2 separate regions of the Callithrix jacchus genome follow, and region 1 is linked to region 2. The links are chromatin contacts, called in public Hi-C maps. All regions are on one chromosome and are shown on one strand. The core of a region is the stretch at or near the end of the contact, and the rest is flanking DNA. Distances in the headings are between cores, read along the strand shown.

Region 1 (7,066 bases), core at 1,873-4,372, 36 kb before region 2:
TTGTATTCTTAACAGGAGACCATGTGCCTCCTTTTAGAGCAACTGTGATTTCCCAAGGGAGATAACTGTCTAGACACAGCATCTATCTTGACAACCAGCCTGGGCTACATGATGCTAGGTTTGATCATTTAGATTTTAGGGTCTGCATTCAGTTCTGCAGTGAAGGCTCTGTGCTTGGCACCTCTGGGTAATCAGATTGAGTATCACTCAGTGCAACAGCTGACACCCTGGGTTAGAACTGTCTTCCCAGCCAGGTAAGCGTTACCTGAGGGAAGTCACAGGCATCTTATGGATTCCAAACTGAATCCTCTGCTACCACATTGGGAATTAAGAAAACAATGGATCTCACACACACACAGGCACAACACACAAACAGTTCTATTAATGAGGCTGAAACTTGACAGAACTCTTCTATGCATGTTCAGAATTAAGTAACAGGCTTTGACTGGTTGTGGACTGAATACCTAATATGTATCGGGTATGGTGGTAGGTACATTCACAGCCAATATCTGAACTGACCTGCACAACATTCTGTGAGGTAGATAGAATTGCTATTATATGGATGAGCCAACTAAAGCCCAGTGAGATAGCATAATTTGCCCAAAGTCATACAGAAATGGCAAAGCTCAGGTTCAAATTTCTCTCTTTTTTTTTTTTCTTTGAGATGGAGTCTCGCTCTGTCTCCCAGGCTGGACTACAGTGGCTCGATCTCAGCTCACTGCAACCTCCGCCTCCCAGGTTCAAGGGATTCTCCTGCCTCAGCCTCCCAAGTAGGTGGGACTACAGGCAGGTGCCACCATGCCCAGCTAATTTTTGTATTTTTAATGAAAACAGGGTTTTACTGTGTTGGCCACACTAGTCTCGAACTCCTGACCTCAAGTGATCCGCTCACCTCGGACATCCAAAGTGCTGGGATTACAGGCATGAGCCACCACACCTGACCTCAAATTCATTGTTAATATGACTCCAACACACTTTCAGTCAATTATGAGTCCATTCATTTATTTCTCAGATAGTTATTGAGCTCTTTCCATGAGCCAGCTACTGTGACACTTACAGAGGATACAATTGTTAATGTAAGGTAGGTCCAGTCACCAAAGAACTAATGTTCTCGTGAGGAGAGATGACAATGCAGATAGATAATTTCACAATGATAAGTCGGGGCCTTAGAGGAGTGATGGGGTCAGGCCTCTCTGAGAAAGTGAGATGTCAGCTGAGATCTGAAAGATGAGAATGAGCCAGTCATTTGCAAAGCTAGGGAAAGAGTGCAGGCAACAGATACAATAAGTACAAGGTTCGGCTGCAGGAAAAGGCTTGGCATGTCCAAGGAACATAAAAAAGAACAGAGACCAAGGCTGGGTAAGCAACAGGAAAGACAGAACGGTTGAGATGAGACAGAACCTTATTGACCATGGAAAACACTTTGAACTTTGTTCAAAGGACGATGGAAGATCAAAGAAGAGTTTTAATCAGGGAAATAGTGTAATCTGATTTGTGCTTTAAAGAGATAATTCAAGCCAGGCACAGTGGCTCATGCCTGTAATCCCAGTACTTTGAGCGGCTGAGGCAGGCAGATTATGAAGTCAGGAGTTCGAGACCAGCCTGGCCAACATGGTGAAACCCCGTCTCTACTAAAGATACAAAAAATTAGCTGGGCATGGTGGCGCGTGCCTGTAGTCCCAGCTACTCGGGAGGCTGAGGCAGGAGAATTGCCTGAACCCAGGAGGCGGAGATTGCGGTGAGCCGAGATCGCGCCATTGCACTCCAGCCTGGGTAACAAGAGCGAAACTCCGTCTCAAAAAAAAAAAAAAAAAAAATACAAAAATTAGCCAGGCATAGTGGCGTGTGCCTGTAGTCCCAGCTACTAGGGAGGCTGAGGCAGGAGAATTGCTTGAACCCGGGAGGTGGAGATTATGATGAGCCAAGATTGCACCACTGCACTATAGCCTAGGCAACAGAGCGAGACTCTGTCTCGAAAAAAAGAGAGAGAGAGAGAGAGAGAGAGAATTCTGGTTGCTCTGTGGAGAAGGGAGTATAGGGAGCAGGCAAGACTTAGGAATTGGGGAGAGGGAATGGTGGCCTGGACTAGGGTAATGGTAGAGGAGAGGATTTTATACTTGGGGATAAGAAAGAAAATACTTGAGGTAATACTTGTTTTTTTTTTAATAAAATTTTTGAAATTTACTTACAATTAAAAAAATTAAAAATGAATTCTATTTTTATTTATTTTTTTATGAGACGAACTCTTGCCCTGTTTCCCAAGCTGGTGTGCTGTGGTGTGATCTTGGCTCACTGCAACCTCTGCCTCCAGGGTTCAAGTGATTCTCCTGCCTCGGCTTCCTAGTAGCTGGGATTACAGGCACCCTCCCTCATGCCTATCTAATTTTTATATTTTTAGTAGAGACAGGGTTTTGCCATGTTTGCCAAACTGGCCTCAAACTCCTGATCCTCAGGTGATCTGCCTACCTCAGCCTCCCAAAGTGCTGGGATTACAGGTGTTAGCCACCACAGCCAGCCGAATAAATTTTTTAAAAAAGAATGAAAATACTTGCTGATGAATGGTATATGAATGGTAAAGGGAACAAACTCCTGGGTTTCTAGCTTCAACAACTGGGTAGATGGTGGTACCATGTATTAAGAGAAAAACTGGAACAGGGAGGGGAGCACTGCACACTGGGGTCTGTTGGGGGGAATAGGGGAGGGACAGTGGAGGGTGGGGAGCTGGGGAGAGATAGCATGGGGAGAAATGCCAGATATAGGTGAAAGGGAGGAAGGCAGCAAATCACACTGCCATATGTGTACCTATGCAACTATCTTGCATGTTCTTCACATGTACCCCAAAACCTAAAATGCAACAAAAAAAAAAGAGAGAGAAACTGGAGGAGAAGCAAAATGCTCATGACATAGCCAACTATATCACACTTAGAAGAAAAAAGTGAACTCAAGTTGTGTTTGTTCTGGGGTAGCTAGGAATTAAAGGCCTGAAGCTGCTACCCTGGTGAAGATAAAGTGTTTGGGGGTTATGATAGAGAGTAAAGTGTAAGAATCTGAACGGATGCCCTAGGAAACGGGTTCTACTTACTTCAGACATAGGGAAGGAGTTCAGTCTGATGTAAGGAAAGGCTATCTCATGGTCAGAGTAAAGTGAGCTGTCCTGGGAGTGGGAGAGGGTGAATGATGACCTCTCTGTCATTGGAGGGGTTAAACAAAAAACCAGATGACCCCTTGACTAGAGGGATAGAGAGAGAATTCAGTAATTGAATGGAGTAAATGCTACATAAAATCCTTCTAAACTCCGGAATTCTGTGGTTTTTAGATAAAATCTTAATTAATCTAACCTTCAGGACTGGAGTTTCTCCAACAGGCCAGAACTCCCTTGGTATGTCCTACCTCACAGAAGGCAAATGAGAACATTAGCTAATTTTAGTCACTATAAAATGACTCCTAGTCCATTTCTAAGTGTCATACAAGATGCCGAAAGCTTTTTGGTGTAGGTAAAAGGGACAAGCTATGGAATTGGATATCCCATATCAGCAGTTTATTAGCTCTGTGTCCTCTAGCAAATTATTTAAATCCTCTGAGTCTAAATTTATTTCTTTGAAATAGGGGGAAAGCAATGCCTACCTCAAGATGTTTACTGTGAGGACCAAAGCCTAGTACCTAATACATTCTACTAAGAATAATAATGAGGCCAGGTACAGTGGCTCATGCCTGTAATCCCAGCACTTTAGGAGGCTGAGGTGGACAGATCACCTGAGGTCAGGAGTTCAAGACTAGCCTGGCCAACATGGGGAAACCCCATCTCTATAAAAATACAAAAATTAGCCCAGCATGGTAGCAGGCACCTGTAATCTCAGCTACTTAAGAGGCTGAGGCAGGAGAATCCCTTGAACCTGGGAGGCAGAGGTTGCAGTGTACTGAGATCGCACCTCTGAACTCCAGCCTGGGCAACATGAGAGAAACTCCATCTAAAAAAAAAAAGAAGAAGAATAGCTAACATCTATTACTACAGATCTATAACTATATGCTAGGCATGTGTTAACGTGCGTATTTAAAAAATCCAATCCTTACAACAACCCAGAAAGTAGCCACTATAATCTTCCCTGTTGAAAAACCAGAAAATTGATTTCTGAAGGTTAAGTGACTCATCCAAGAGTCATATAATTAGTAATTGCCCAAATTAGGAAAAACAAACTTCAACAAAGGTTGAGAGAAAAAGACAAAACAAACCCCATATTTAGATAAATTGAAAAAAAGGAATCTACCATTGAATTAAAAGCAATTCAATTAACTAACTAGTCATTTAGTAAACATTTATTGAATATATAAATAAATAATTGAATGAATGAATGATTCCAATGAACATTTATTGAGTTCCTGCTAGGCACAGCATCAAGAAAATAGGGTACAGAAAATGTACATCAATTTAATTTAGAGTTTGCCATTAACAACTACAATCTGCAAACTGCAAATAAATTGCCAACATAACAACACTTAGACTATGATAAAAGGTCCTAAAGAATGCCACTTTCAGCTGAGCGCAGTGGCTCACAGTTGTAGTCCCAGAACTTTGGGATGTCAAGGTGGGCAGATACCTTGAGCTCAGGAGTTTGAGACCAGCCTGGGCAACATGGTGAAATTCCATCTCTACAAAAAATACAGAAGTTAGTCAGGTGTGGTGGCGTGTGTCTGTGGTCCTAGCTACGTGGGAGGCTGAGCGGGGAGGATCACTTGAGCCTGGAATGTGGAGGCTTCAGTAAGCCGAGATCACACCACTGTACTCCAGCCTGGGTGACTGCTCTTTTCTGGAGTAGTCAAAACTTTTAAAGCTCCGATTGGCCGGGCGCGGTGGCTCACGCCTATAATCCTAGCACTTTGGGAGGCCGAGGCAGGTGGATCACGAGGTCAAGAGATTGAGACCACCCTGGTCAACAAGGTGAAACCCCGTCTCTACTAAAAATATAAAAATTAGCTGGGCATGGTGGTGCACGCCTGTAGTCCCAGCTACTCGGGAGGCAGAGGCAGGAGAATTGCTTGAACCCAGGAGGCGGAGGTTGCAGTGAGCTGAGATCGTGCCATTGCATTGTAGTCTGGGTAACAACAGCAAAACTCTGCCTCAAAAAAAAAAAAAAAAAGGAAAGCTCCAAGAAGAAGGCAAAAAACCAAGAGCACAGCAATGGAAACTGAGGAAGGAGGCATTCTCAAAGGAAAGATGAGAAAGACTTCCAAAGGAAGCAGAAATCTAAAAGAACAAAGGCTAAACAAATGGCTGACTTAATAAGTAGGAGTTTGTCAAAGGACTTCCTGGAACTGTGGGGAAAGAAACCAAGTTTCAAAGCGCAACTGGATGAATGGGTTACAGAGAAAGAGGAAGGAGACTTTTAAGAAGTTTGGCAATAAAAGGAGGGAAAGGGAAAGAAAAGTAAGTAGCCTGATGAGAAGCAGCAGCAAGACTGTTAATAAGAGTATAAGGTGAGGAGCAAGAGATAAAAGAAAAGGAAAAGCTGAAGACAGAAGATAGATGGAGAAGATTCAGGAAAGAAACAGTAGGACCAGACCCTAGCACCTCAAGAGCGGGGAGGATAGAACACACAAAGTAAAGGCTATCCTTGGAAAAGAAGTCACCCTCTGCTCTAAGACAGAAATGAAACAAAAGAGATTTTGACAATTAGACATGCTGAAAAGTTACTCTGAATCAAGCCTGAATACAGTACAGAGTGATCAAATTGAATGACATTATTTTGAACTTAAAATAATATTGATCTTCTTGAACCACTCATAACTTGGCATTGAAACGGACAATGACCATTTGGATATAGGTTCCATACAGTTAAAAATCAGTATCTATTTTTTCTGGATTGGAAGGAGAACTTATTGGTGGGCATTAGGAGGGAGCAGCACAGTGGAAGCCCTCATGAATGCAGGGCCTGCTACTTGCCCAGAGGGCCATGACTGGGAATGTATTTGACCCCACAGTCATCTGGGGTGAGCCGCTTATCATCCCAGAGCCACCATGTCTTCAAATTAATCTACACTGGCCGGGCATGGTGGCTCACACCTATAGTCTCAGTATTTTGGGAGGGTGAGGTAGGCGAATTACTTGAGGCTAGGAGTTTGAGACCACTTGGCCAGCATGGTGAAACCCTGTCTCTACCCAAAAAATATAAAAATTAGATGGGCACGGTGGCATGTATCTGTAGTCCCAGCTACTGGGGAAGCTGAGGCAGGAGGATTGCTTGAACCCAGGAGGTGGAGATTGCAGTGGGCTGAGATCGCACCACTGCCCTCCAGCCTGGGAGACAGAGAAAAACTCTGCCTCAAAAAAAAAAAAAATGCTGGGCGCAGTGGTTCATGCCTGTAATCCCAGCACTTTGGGAGGTGGAGGCAGATGGATCATCTGAGGTTGGGAGTTTGAGACCAGCCTGACCAACACAGAGAAACCCCATCTCTACTAAAAATACAAAATTAGCCAGGCATGGTGGTGCATACCTGTAATCCCAGCTACTCTGAAGACTGAGGCAGGAGAATCACTTGAACCTGGGAAGCGGAGGTGGCCGGGAGCCAAGATGGTGCCAATGCACTCCAGCTTGGGCAACAAGAGCGAAACTCTGTCTCAAACAAACAAACAAGAAAAATCATCCGCATGGAACTTTGTAAAGCCCCACTTCATTCAGATGTGAATCTTCTGGTGGACAGGGAACTTGAACTTGGCCCTGCGGAGGGCCTCAATCACATCTCCTTGACATGGATAAACATGATGACTTGGCCAGTATGAACCCTGGCCATGGCTCCTTGAGGGTTTCCAAAGGCACCTCCACTGTTTGAAGTCTGCACTGGGGACAGTACAAGATCAGAGGCATGAACGTACATTGAAAGGGCTGTCTCTAAGATCCCTTAGAGCAATTCATACAAGAAACAGGCTGCACACACTACCAAGGAAGCTGCCGTTTGCAGCTATTGCACACCAGACCCCAAAGAGGAAAGGAACTGGGTTGGCTTAACTGGCTGCAAAAAAATCAGTCTTACTGAGATGCTGGTTATATTCTGTTTCTTAATCTGGGTACCA
Region 2 (6,373 bases), core at 1,064-3,563:
CAAGGATAAGGAAAAAAAATAATGCATTATATAAGGCAAGCCATTTGAAGACTACTTATTCCTTGGGAATTATGAGAACATTTCATGTAAAGTATTTAAAAACCTTGCTAACTCATAGGCTGTTCTTAATACAGGTGCCAGTGAAAGGAAAAGTGGCATGAGCCCAACTGCAGCATATCATTGTTCACATGCTGCTGGGGCTAAATTATGTCTGTCACAGAAACCACAAACTAGACCAGGGGTCAGGCTCATTGCTGCTCATCCTGCCAAGCACAGACCGCAAGAAAAAGAAAAGGTAAATAAATCCTCTTCAAAAAGGACTCTGGAAAAATATTCACATAGTCTACATCCACCCAGGAGTTCCTAGGCAAGGTGGAGGAGGAGCAAGGAGGGTGTTCTGAGATTGGAGAGAGACAGAGCGAAAGAGATGTGATATGATGGCGATAAGGGAGAGATTTTGAAACAGAAAGGATAAATGTAAACTGCAAATGGAGAGATAGGGAATGAAACAGAATTTCAAGAGATGTGGGGGTGGGAGGGATAAAGGAAAGTACTGGAGAGAAGTGTAGGGTGTCCAGAAGAGCAGAGAGTCATCAAAAGAGGGACGGAGAGGCGAAGGCTGACTGTTGATCTTTTCCCAAATCCAAAAGCTGCTCATTGGCATCCCAATAAATCACTCTACTACAAAGCTCATACAATGAACTGTCCTTTGCATTCAGCATCAAGCAGCTTTTAACGAAATATCACACAGCTACAACTTTGAAGACCTAAGGATCTTAATTTAAAATGAACAAAATTGGCTCAGCAACAGAAGACAGCCAGTAAAGACTTTCCCCCATGTCTGACTCAGCTATGAAAAGGTTTAGCATTCTAGAGTTAAGCAAATTCTCTGGCATTTCTCCTTCTTTTGACATTCCAAGAGGGGGTGTGGTTGACCCCAGGTCCATTCATTTCCAAGGTTGTAGATCTCCCAGCTAAGACTGGCCCCATCTGTTGTGAAGCCAGCCAGCTGTTTATCTCAAAGTAACATATTTATTGCCCTAATCATCCCTATAACTCTTACAGGAGCATCATATAAGTCAGAATCCTTTCTGTTCTGTTAAACGTCAGTTCGTTTAAAAAAAAAAAAAAAAGAGGGGGGCAACAACAACAATAACGAAAAAAACTACTATGCTCCTTGGTTTCCCTGACCAAGATCACTCTTCCCATGGGCACTTTTCAGTAATGGCAAATGAAGGTTAGCAGCGCTTCTAACTTTGCCTTTCTCTAATGTGTTAAAATGAACCCGGTTTCCCTAATCGATCTCTTCATACCGTTATTTGTGAGTAGCAACTATGCTTCAGGAAACAGCAGCTCATTATGGTACCATTGTCAGTGGCAAAGAGCCTATGCAATGTAATTTAAAACACAAGCACAAATCTGTCGGCTCCACTTCCAAACAATCTTGAATCCAGCAGCCGGAGAACGGAAAACACTTAACAAAAACGCTGCTTCCAGCAGCCTCAGAGAATCTTCATCAGACACGTGAAATGTTTCTGACTGGCACGGAGTGCACCATTAAAGGACACTGTCACCTCAAATCAGCAGAAAAGGCGAGACAAACGACATAGACATACACACAAAATAAATCCTACAAAACTTAAGCACGTTCATCTTAAAAATTAATAACGTGTACTCGTCCAAGCGACACACAAACGTTCTAAAGTAGTGCGACCACATTAAATCACTGTCTCCATTTCTCCCCACGCATCACCCCTTCCCACTCAAACCTCAGCTCTCGGGCCGTGTGTGACGGGACTGCAGTCCCCCACCTCTGCCTTCCTCTGATTTTCCAAGAGCACTCCCCAACATCCTTCCCAGCCCAGCCCCCTCTCCAGGACTCAAAAAGGTTGAGAGGAGTTGCGACTAGGGAATTGGCAGGCACCCGTCCTCTGGCGGGGGAAGGTTGCTGGAGTTGTTCTTTGCAGTGACCCAAATTGCACAGAGCTTTTCCCCTCAGCAGCGCCTGCGAGCATCTCCCCAATCCCCCCCACCTCACCACCGCTCACAGCTTCCCAAAAGAAAGCCTTGAGAACTAAGCGGGAGGAATAACTTGGTAAAAGCATTTGAAAAAAATCACTTCAACTCACCTGGTTTGGGATTTTTCTCCCCACCCCAGGCATAAACAGAAATGATGTGCGAATGAGTCACGCACGCAAGGAAAGGTCTGCGATGTCCTGAGTCCAAGGGCTGGAGTCAGTCCCTGCCCTAGTGCTGCTGCTACTCTTAGCTTAGCTGGAGCGAGCGGCAATCGCAAGCCCAGCAGCAGGGGGTGGAGAGACCGTAGCACAATGAATGCAGTGAGGCTTTTGCAATGACATCATCCCTCTGTCTAAACGTCCCCAATAGCCATGCTCGGAAGCGGTGCTTTCTGGGAGCTGTAGTCTTCTTAAGTCCTGGCAGGATACCGAGGCCATTGCTGGAACTACAATGCCCAAAATGCTCCAAGACCGACGCGCCCAGAGCGAAGGAGCAAAGGGGACTCGGCCGCCATGTTAGGAGTACTGGGAAGATTCCGCGGAGCCAGGCAGAGGTTTTAGGGGTGCGCGGGAGTCGAGTGGTGGTTCAGTAGGGATGGTGAGGTGGAGGACGAGCCGGTCGGATAGCTGCGGGGCATGAACCTGGGAACCAGAGGGTGGAGGTCGTGCTGGGGGTTGATGTAGAGCGGGACTGACTAGAAGCGGTATGCAGAGGCCCAGTGAGCCTCGGTCTCAGTTCTTGAAGGTGTTGCATGGGGCCCTACGCTTCCTTCTCAGTTTTTTAGCTAAGCGATTGAAAGAGTCGGTTTACTTCTGGGCTTGGAGTATCATTTAGGTCGGTTAACAGTACAGTTGAGAGAGTTAGTGTTTTTGTTGAGGTGCGGGGGACCCTAGGTGGCGACCCTCGCCTTTATTCTGAGAAGCCGACTTCCACCCGCAGAGTTGTGCTCGTCCTCCCAAATGCATTTTTGTCTTGCCGTTTGTTTTCCAACCCTCCTTCCCTCTCCCCAAGGTTTCAGATTCACTGATTTGTCATACAGGAATGATTAGCAGAGGCGTCCGAAGAAATCGTTGGAAGGTAGTCAAGCTGGAAAGAGACGTTGCTTTGGCCCCTCGAGTAAGAAAAGAGAAAAAGCAGCCTAAAGGAGTAACACTAGATTTAAAATGATGACACTTTTCCACCAACCAGCGAAAGCAGATGTTCAAAGGGGATATTGGCCGAGTGCAGTGGCTCATACCTTTAATCTCAGCACTTTGGGGGCCGAGGCGGGGGGAATCACTTGATCCTAGGAGTTCAAGCCCAGCCTGGGCAACATAAGGAGACACCGTATCAACTCTACAAAAACATTAAACAAAAAAATTAGCTGGGCATGGTGGCGCACCGCTGTAGTCCCAGCTACACTAGAGGCTGAGGTAGGAGGATTGCTTGAGACCGGGAGGTTGAGGCTGCAGTCAGCTTCGTTCATGCCACTGTGCTCCAGCCTGGGCGATAGTGCCTGTCTCAGAAAAGTGGGGAGAGGTGAAATATTACTGATGATACATCTGCCGACGCCTGACAGTAGGTTCCAGAGTAACATGGGTTATGGATAAATTGTTTTTAAAACTAAGTAACTGAAACCAAAGTTACTTGTCTGTTGAGTGATTTTGCACAGAATCTCAAAGGAACTGTAATTTTTTCTTGTCACTGAAACAACGCTGTGTGTTCTTTCACAGAGTCTGTCTGCACTTTGACAACATGGGAAATTTCTTTTCCTTCTGAAAGTGTCTAATGTGTTAAAAATAACTGATATACTTTTTGCTGTTTCCTCCCTTTTGCACATTATTCTGAAACAAAATTAACCAGTTACTTTGAGTTATTGAAGGTATGCACTTCCCCTCTATGTTAGGAGTGAATAAAATTAAAAATAGATCCTCATATCAAAGAAAGTCTAGATAGAATAATTTTAAATTATCAAAAACACTTTGGAAAAATCTTATATGTAATGTTTCTGGGAACAAGTCAAGATGCATGGGTTTGTTTGATTTTTAAGCAAAAGTAATATGTGTTGTCATCCATGAATACAATGAAAAAGGCTCATACAAAGTTTTTGTTATTCAGAAACACTAAGTAATGATGGTAAGTATAGGAAAAGGAACAATATACTATTGTAATGTTGTAAGCTTAATAGAAATTTACATTTAGGCTTTATTTCACGCTCTTCGGTTATTTTATTTTCTTCATATGAACTGTAGCTTTGTTGTATGTTCAGTTATTTTTAGCGGTTGGTGATTTAGGTGTATTCTCGTGTTTTATGTAAACTTATGAATCTTATTCATTTTATAATATATTTCTTTAAGCCATAACCTTGTCAGTTCGAATTATATGGAAGACAAATCGTAGGGGAAAAGAGCAAGAAATTACTCAAAAGCCTGTGTGTGAGCTGGGCATGGTAGTGCATAGCTACTTGGAAGGCTGAGGCAGGAGGATCACTTGATTCCATTAGTTTGAGGCTGCAGTGAAGTATGATTGTGTCACTGCACTCCAGTCTGGACAACAGTGAGACTGTGTCTGTTTTTTAAAAAAAGAAATCTTGTGTGTGAAAAGTGATACCTATAGAATTCAATGATTTCTATAATTTGTCATGTATTTGGGTAATTGGAAGTTTTTCTATCCTTATACCTAATGGACATCTATCCATAAAGATGGAAAAAATCCTCCACTCTTTAGAAATTTGATTTACAAAATTAATATTTGAGGAGCTGTGGAGGCCAGCTTTTGAAAGAATAACCTCAGCGTCCCAAAGAAACACCACAGGTTAGGAAAACATTGTTAAAGTGTAATTAGAAATGTCTAGAGGAGATAAAGCTTTTCATCTCTCAAAAGAGAATTAGGGCCAGGCATGGTTGCTGACATCTGTAATGCTAGCATTTTGGGAGGCCAAAGTACGCAGATCACTTGGGGCCAGGAGCAAAACCAGCCTGGCACAACACCCCTTCTCTTCAAAAAATAGAAAAGTTAGCTGGTATTATAAGCGCAAGCCACCACATCTGGCTAACATTTTTACTTTTAGTTAACAATACTCCGGAAACTAAAAAGTGTGTTTTCTATTCTTCGTGACCCAACTTGAGTTTGAAACAAATTTACATAATTTTAGTTGCTTAATATGCTGCTGAAGATAAATGTGGTAAATATCCCAAGGTCAAGATTTGAAATTCAAATGTTCATAGTAGTGATTAACAGGAAAAGAAAGTCCTCATTATTTTATTTCTCAATTTTTAACAGGTTTTTTTGTTGTTGTTTTTGTTTTTACTATCTCCAGTAATGGGTGTAAGCAAAACAGGTTTGTATAATTAAGGGAACACTAGAAACCTTTTTTTTTTTGAAATGAAGTCTTGCTCTGTTACCCAGGATGGAATGCAGTGGAATGGCCTCGGCTCATTGCAACCTCTGCCTCCTGGGATCAAGTGCTTCCTGCCTCAGCCTCCCAAGTAGCTGGGATTACAGGCATACGCCACCACGCCTGACTGATTTTTGTATGTTTAGTAGAGATGGGGTTTCACCATATTGGTCAGGCTAGTCTTGAACTCCTGACCTCGTGATCAGCCCGCCTAGACCCCCAAAGTGCTGGGATTACAGGTGGGAGCCACCACACCTGGCTGAAAACATTTCTTTGCAAGAATAAATATATGAACATGAACTTACTGAGTGTAAATATGTTCATGAATATAGCCACTGAAGGAAATTCAAATATGCAGAGATGTTCAGCTGTGTGCAATTATGTAAGTAGGTACATATTTATGAAGCTTAATTTGATGTAGAATCGGAGGGTTCTGCTTATAAACTTGCTTAAAGATTCATCAAAGTCACCCTCTTACACCTAACTCCTGATTTCATGAATATAGCACACAGGTGCTTATCAAACAATACCGTGGGGACTTGAGCTGCTCCAGCACCAGAAGATAAAATTTAGTAACTGATCCTTTAGATAGCTAAGTGATGTTTTTTTTAAAAAGACTAAGCCAAAGTAAAACAGCTTTCCTCCTTCCCTGCCCTCTCCAACCAAACTTTTAGCCATTTTATTTATTTATTTGAGTTAGGGTCTAACCATGTGGAGTGCAGTGGCTATTCACAGGCATAATCATAGCAAATGGCAGCTGCAGAATCCTGGGCTCAAGCGATCCTGCCTCAGCCACTCAAGTAACTAGGACTACAGGCGCATACTGGGGCTTCTAGCCATATATGCAGTATTAAATGACAACTTCTGTAGTTTCTTCGTACTTGTCCCTGTAGAACTGCACAGTGTGTATTCTCTTGGCTCAATTATTAGCATATGGAGAACCGTTTCCTTGTGAATGTCTTGTATTTTATATAACGA

What was found. A called contact is a pair of places that touch in the nucleus more often than the background predicts.
Region 1: a contact with region 2 is called in a Hi-C map of skeletal muscle, with 2.2 times the contacts expected there. The contact joins the enhancer-like site here to the promoter of RAB30 in region 2. A contact is called at or near these places in 2 of 3 Hi-C or Micro-C datasets (both in skeletal muscle).

The regions. Positions count from the first base shown.
Region 1 is chr10:57,338,382-57,345,447 of calJac240_pri, reverse strand. All of the region lies in intron 1 of RAB30 (RAB30, member RAS oncogene family), which reads right to left. LOC118145991 (small nucleolar RNA SNORA70) reads right to left here and starts at 7,011; the gene lies at 6,877-7,011. Within about 2 kb of position 3,122, at least 1 of the 16 cell types and tissues checked has an H3K27ac peak or open chromatin away from gene starts, as enhancers often do. A contact at or near this core is called in skeletal muscle, where this site is marked.
Region 2 is chr10:57,302,203-57,308,575 of calJac240_pri, reverse strand. RAB30 (RAB30, member RAS oncogene family) reads right to left here and starts at 2,313. Exons shown (of 4, transcript XM_054241856.2): 1 at 2,130-2,313. It overlaps LOC103796149 (a long non-coding RNA gene), which reads left to right and starts at 2,537. Exons shown (of 4, transcript XR_013523202.1): 1 at 2,537-2,581; 2 at 3,031-3,135.